Regions from separate parts of the Zea mays genome. Here region 1 is linked to region 2. Evidence: chromatin contacts called from public Hi-C data. All regions are on one chromosome and are shown on one strand. The core of a region is the stretch at or near the end of the contact, and the rest is flanking DNA. Distances in the headings are between cores, read along the strand shown. Region 1 holds the start of LOC100381485 (ARP protein (REF)). Region 2 holds the start of LOC100283948.

Region 1 (3,574 bases), core at 1,020-3,519, 550 kb after region 2:
GTAATGATGATAAATAGTAATGATGATGAATACTAACAATGAATAGTAACGATGGTGAATAGTGTCGGTGAATAGTAACAGTGAGTAGTGATGGTGAATAGTTCGTATGAACGAACGGTGAACGATGAATAGGAACTATGAACGAACGATGAACGATGAATAGGAACTATGAACGAACGAACGAACGATCGGACGAACGATCTATCGGAATTTCGGCAGCATGACGGCAGGAAAAAGATTATTTGGATGAACGAACGGACGAACGATCGAATGATCGGACGAACGAACGATCGGAATTTCGGCAGCATAACCGGCAGGACAAAGATTATCTGGAAGAACGATGAATAGGAACTATGAACGAACGATGAACGATCGAATGATCGAACGAACGAACGATCGGAATTTCGGCAGCATAACAGTAGGAAAAAGATTATTTAGACGAACGAACGGACGAACGATCGAACGATCGGACGAATGGACGAACGAACCATGAACGATCGGACGAACGATCGAACGATCGGACGAACGAACAAACTAAGAACAGGGGACGAACGATCGAAGAACGATCGAACGATCCTTGTGCTAGTGTGTGCTTGTGTGGAACATGGAGTGGGTGTGTGTGTGGGGGGGAAGAGAGTTGCCATGAAATGGCTTGGGGTGGGATGAGAGGAGGCCCTTGCCCCTCTATTTATAGCCATGGTGGGGGATTAGGGGGAGGGATGAGAGGATTAGTGGGAGGATGAGAGGATTAGTGAGAGATTAACATGTATTTGTCTTGTACAAGTGAGATTAGCTTGTAGAGCTCACCGTATGACACTGGAGGCTTACGTATACGTATGAGCATGAAGAAAGTTATGAAGAAAATATTTATAGGGACTTGAAAAATGATTCTGAAGGTATTTCTCAAGAGGAAAATACTTGGAGATATATCGGTGGAATATTTGGACAATATTTCTGGAAAGAACTTGAGGTGGATTACTGGGGAAATATCTGGGCAGTATTTCTGGAAAGAATTTGAGGAGGGTCACTGAGGAAATATTTGTAGGATATTTTGAGGAGGATTTTGGAGAAAATATAGACCACTATAATTTATTTGTTGATATCAACTTGCAAACAAACATTTTGAAACGAAATTTGAAATTCATTTTGAATTTAGGGCGAGTTTGAGAAAATTCCAAGATTTGAATTTTTGGGATGCTACAGGAGACCACATTCAACCACCGGCACCAGTATGACCGTTGTCCACCCGTGAACAGCACAAAAGTGCACATTTTGCACTTGGACACGTCGTTCAGGGTTCGCGTCCACCGGGGAATCGCAACATCTTGCCCATCGATAACATGGAGAACTTCACGCATACGACGGATGCGAAGGGAAACGGTTTATTCCATACCTCTCGTGTCGATTTGGAGGTTGCTGCCTCCGTTCTTGTAAAAAACAACGATTGTTCTTCTCCTTCTCCCTCTATTTTCGCGAGCAAGTGCTGATAACGTGTTGCAATCAGTGGTAACGAGTTTGAGAGAATGACAGATGCGTTCTTTATTGCAGAGAAGATCTTGTTTATATACAAGCGAATCAGGGCATTCCCAATGAGTGTGTTCCTTGGGGAGAAACTATCGCATCTCTTGGAGAGGATTGATCATAAATATTGTAACATAAACCACAACTAAGCTACACTTAATTGACACGCATACACATATTGGTCAACAGTCATACGTGCTCCACCTGCATCTTCCTTTCCTTCGTCTATCTATGCATGTTTTTTTTGCGCAATCCCACGAGCACTCCTGAATGAGAAAATTATTAGGCGGACAAATATCTAAATTTGTCATAATTCATAGTTCACTGTCGACATACACATTTGTTGTTTAAAAAACTAATCCAACCGAGCTATACACTCAATTTTCACACATGCACGTATATTAATCAACAGTTGTACGTGCTCCATCTCTAATGTTCCCTTCTCGGAGTCGGAGCTGCATGTCCATGTACTCCCTATCCTTCTCTTGGACTTCCATAAGTCTTTGCATCCTGCTCTTGTCCTTTCGCTGTTCCCGTGTTGTAAATCGTGGAATCTATCGTTCAGGGTCGTGATAAGAAACCACGCATAAGCCGATGAGCACGAACCATCTGCCCAACTGCAAACTATTGCCCCAGGTAGTGATTAGTGAAGCCGTTGGAGCACGGTTTTCATGTGCTCGGTGACGGACCTGACGGTACCCACCCCCACCCCGTCACATGCCTGGGCTTTCCAGACTCCAGAGGGCCACGCGAAATGAAACGGAACTGGGACAGCAAAGGAAGATACGGCGCGATATTTTAGATTACAGGAGAGTAGGAGACCGGCGCCGAAAGCTCCGTGGCCTCGTCTCCTTCCCCACTTCGGCCTCGGCAGTTCCGCGTGCCGGCCGGAGCCTCGTCTCGCTTCGCATCTCGCACTTCGCGCCTTCGCCGCTGCGATTCCTCAGCAGCTCCTCGGCCGCTCCACCCACCCCTGCGCCGGCGAGATGGAGCTCAAGCCCGGCATGTCGGCGCTCGTCACCGGCGGCGCCTCTGGCATCGGTAAGAGGCGCCCCTCTTCCCCAGGCTCCCAGCGACTCGCGAAACGATGTTCAGTCCCGAGTCCCGATGCCCCGTGCCGCTTTACTTCAACCTGTACAAAGGGATCCATTCGTACGAACTAGGAGAGGCTAGCGCGCGTTTATTCGCGGACTGAATTGCTTTTCTCGCCTCTGTCGATCTGAGCTGAATGCGGTGACTGGGGAGGTGATGCGCTAATTATGCGGTGTAGCAGTCGAATGGAGGAGGCGGACGTTTTTTTTTGGAAACCTTTGGATTCAGATCACGGTCGTCAGTGTAGTTGTATTGTTGTGCAGGGCACGTAGCTGCAGTGCTGCACGGCTTATGTTACAATAATAATAAGTTACCTTTACCTAATATAGTGAATTAGTGATACGTCTGTCTGGGAAATGATGCAATTATAGCTCTATCCTATGAAAATATATTTCAAAGCTATGGAAGTTTTACTGATTGGAATTCTAACGACATCTAGTTCGGATTGCACGGAGTATCAATTATACTGTATCAAAAGCTGCCAACTATTGGAATTGGTCACAATTATAATAGTATAAATCTAGTGAGAGAATCTTTTTTTGAGATTTGTGTTCTTTAAACTGCAGGTTTGCTGGAAATAAAGTAGCCGAATAGAGTTCTGTTTTGGGTACTACACATCATATAACGTGCAGCCATGCAACAATATGTGCCCACAGCAAAACCAAAGACTCAAAACTTTCTGAAAACTAGCATGTAATTGATAGCAAGGTTCTTTGTTTGGCAGATCTGATACCGCAAGGTTGCAACTGCACGTATAGGATGGTTTAAACGAAACTGAAAGTTGACGTGTACCAGTAACACTGGATTAAAGTAGCCTCTGTATGTTCTAGCTGACCATAGAACCAGATTGCTTATACCCAGTTGATGATAGCGAATAGGTTTGGTATTACACTGATTATTGATTGATATCTAGATCTTAGACCTTTAGTTTAATGTGAGGAAATTTTTCACGGTAGATTCT
Region 2 (3,591 bases), core at 796-3,295:
GAGAGACGATCGAGATAGACCATGATCCAAGCATTCCATCGGAAAACTTTTAAGCATACATCCAACATTCTAGGATTACCAGCCACCATCAGTACCGTGCAGCCTGCACTTAATTCAAGGTTGTTATGAATGGCTGATTTTTTATTTCCATTTATTCGCTTATATTTATGAAAATTGGAACTGCTAACTGGAGGAATGAATGCTATCAAGACACGCTAGAAAGAATATAGATATTAGAGAATCCTGAAAAAAAAAAGATAAACACATCCAGTCATCTACTTGGCATAATATAATCATTGTTATTAGTAACGGTCATCCGATCTGATTTATAATGTAATGACTCGTTCCATTATGTGTTATTAAAGACCACCTAAAGTAAACTGCTCCCTCCGTTCCCAAAATAAAACATGTTTTACCTTTTTAGTTGATTTCATACAATAGTTAATACGTTTGTTTTATATATATGTTTTTAGATTCATCATCGCCATCCATTTAAACATTGACATAAAAAATGAAGAGCTAAAATTAAACGACTTAATGTTTTAGGATGGAGGGAGTATATGTCGTTGGAGAGTTCTAGAAACGCCATTCTAGACCTCTTTGTACTACAGTTATGTAAAACCATAACATTCAAACAGAGTCTGAGCTATTTTTGACTGATGACGAGCCCTAAGTCTATACATAAACCTCCAATATATATAGACGGGTTGAGGGTTCAAAGACCATTACTACTAAGTAATTTGAGTTAAGAGAAAGTTAATTGCGCACTAGTAGTTAAAGACAGCTAGATGAAATTAGACATCAAGTCCGCCTAGTATAAATACAGTAGTACAATCCGCGTCGTCAGTGTGACGGCATGGTCGACGCGCCGGCCGGGGCTGCGTGTGCGTGTCAAGCTCGGCCCGGCCGATGATTTCACTTTCCCGGCGCCGTTTCGTGTGCCGATCGACGAAAAAGTCCAAGCTTTAATGATCGTGGTAGCCAGCCATCTTGTTCGCACCTACCTCGAATCTGTTTTTGTTTTGGCACGGAGAAGAAATGAAATCAACGGCTGATGAAAGTAACTACTAGAAGTTAGTGATAAGTTACGATAATTCAAAGTAGCTAGTACGTCAGCTTATTATTCGATCTGACTGCAAGCATCATCGATATCGACGGCTTGCACACACGGTAGCTAGTTTCCTTTTTTTTTTCACTTTTCGTTTTCAAAGTCCAAGAGTTTTAAATTTGCCGCAGCGAAGTTTGGCTGGCGCGGCTGTTGCGCGTACGTGTAGGGAAAGGGAAGGGATCAGTCATCAGTGAGAGCACTCACGCGCAGGCGGGCGCGGCTTCTTCGGGGTCCGCGGAAGCGAGATGTGGACAAATCGGGGGTGTGCCGCACCGCAGTGGAGTGCGACGAGCGCTCCGAGCACAAGTCCGCGCTCGCGCGCGCATTTTCCACGCGCCTTTGGGTGGTTTACTTTCTCTCCCGGCGACGGCGAGGCAGGCGCCCGCCAGCGTCACAGGTGGTGACGAGGCATTCCGGTGCCGAGGAGGATCCAAAGGACAGTCGGTTCGTCCTGGCGCGGTCGAGACGGGCCGGGCCCTCCTCCCTCCTGTGCGTGGGAGCCAGCCAGCCAGCCAGGAGCGGCGGGCCCCGCTTGGGCGAGCGACGAATTTTCGGGCGCTTTGACTCGGCTCGGCTCACGGCTCCTGGATATTGGACGACAAAGCGGTGGAAGCTTCTTATTTGGACCGGCCGCGGGCCGGCTGCAAGGAAGAGCGGCTGAAAGGGGTGGGCGAGCTGACTGCTGAGCATACGTACCCGCGCGAAGAAGCAGACGGAGGTCATCACGCTACCCGCGCGTGGCCAGTACCAGACAGACTCCTACCTACACTCAGAAAGCAAGAAGCCCAACGCCGAAAGCAACCACCGCGCTGGTCTCTCGCCTGTGCCGCCCTCGATCGCGCGTGAAGAGAAGCCCCTCACTTCCGTCCTCCTCCTGTCCTGTCCAGCTACCCCGGCCCCGACCCCGATAAAGCCCGCCCTTTAAATCGGCGGATCGAGGCGATGAGCGCCTCTCGCGACGCCAGGGCGGAGAGCTAGCCGGCCGGGAGCCCACACGCAGCTGGAAGCACCAGACCGATCGTGCCGGCCGAGCGGCGGCGCAGGCGCAGGCGCTTACATGGGAGTAGAGGCGGGCGGGTGCGGGCGGAGGGCGGTCGTCACCGGGTTCTACGTCTGGGGCTGGGAGTTCCTCACCGCCCTCCTTCTCTTCTCGGCCGCCGTCGCCGCCGCAGACTCCTACTAGCAAGCTACCAACCTTCTTTCTTTCATTCCCTTAGGTAGCTCAGCCGTACACACAACAACACACAAGTCATCAGTTACTAGCTAGTTAGTAGCCTATACAACACATACATACATACAAAGGTGAGTGAGGTTCGCGTGCAAGCAGAGCCAATCGTGCCGATCGAGCTATATACATAGCCGGCGGCGAGGGATGGGAGAAGCGGCCGCGGCCGTGGCGGCGTCGAAGAGGGGCGGCGGGCCGGCGCCGTTCCTGACCAAGACGCACCAGATGGTGGAGGAGCGGGGCACGGACGAGGTGATCTCGTGGGCGGAGCAGGGCCGCTCCTTCGTGGTGTGGAAGCCCGTGGAGCTGGCGCGCGACCTCCTCCCGCTCCACTTCAAGCACTGCAACTTCTCCTCCTTCGTCCGCCAGCTCAACACCTACGTGAGTACACTACGCCGCCGCTCCGGCCATCATCTCTTCTACTACGATCGATGCAATATATCACCTGTCGTCGTCGTTTAGTGATTGCAAAACACATACACTTGGTTTCCGTATTAAATTAATCAGCTAGCTAGCTAGATGATCGTTCTCTGCTCTATGATCTGTTAGTTCTGAAGCATGTTGTTGTTTTCGTCTGTGCTCGATAAATTAAGCTATGTTATGTGGTCGACGAGCGAGCCTTCCAGGCAGCTACCGTACCGTCTTCCAAGGAGTATATGCGTGTGAGCGTGTCACGGTTCGTAGGAAGGAGTGCGTCAGTCATGACACATCTCTACCACCCTTTAATTCCTTTCCCACGCAAAGCATGCTTGTCGTTTCAGAGCTAGCTGAAGAGGAATGACCTGCGATAACACTTGAAGATTAGGGTGCCGGTGCGGGTCTGAAATTACACCTGTGGGTACGATCGTGATTTAGATAGACGACTTCACGGATGTGATTACAGGAGTTTTTTTTTTTCTCTACCTGATCTAAGGCCCTGTTTGGGAACACAGTTTTTTCAAACTGCAGTTTTTCAAATACTAAAGTATACTTTAGTCATGACATTACTACAGTTTACAATGCTTCAGTTTTCGAATACAACAGTATTCAATACATCAAGGTGTTTGGGAAAAACTTTGGTTGAGACCAATCAGCCAGAGCGGGACCAAGCTGGCACTCTCTTTACAGAGAAAAACTTTGGCTGAGACCAAAGTTTCCAAAACTGCAAAACAAGTGCAGTATTTGCAATACTACAGTTTAGTATACAGAGATTTCAGATGAGTTTCCAAACACCTCAAAGTATATAATACCACAGTATTGCTCAATACTACAGTATTGC

Evidence for each region. Hi-C and Micro-C count contacts between places; a contact is called where the count stands out from the background.
Region 1: a contact with region 2 is called in a Hi-C map of tassel, with 2.1 times the contacts expected there. The contact joins the promoter of LOC100381485 here to the promoter of LOC100283948 in region 2. A contact is called at or near these places in 2 of 25 Hi-C or Micro-C datasets (leaf and tassel).

Annotation. Positions count from the first base shown.
Region 1 is chr7:131,724,881-131,728,454 of Zm-B73-REFERENCE-NAM-5.0, forward strand. LOC100381485 (ARP protein (REF)) reads left to right here and starts at 2,270. Exons shown (of 18, transcript NM_001326462.1): 1 at 2,270-2,562. The coding sequence starts at 2,508.
Region 2 is chr7:131,177,152-131,180,742 of Zm-B73-REFERENCE-NAM-5.0, forward strand. It overlaps LOC100283948, which reads left to right and starts at 2,046. Exons shown (of 2, transcript NM_001371965.1): 1 at 2,046-2,714. The coding sequence starts at 2,481.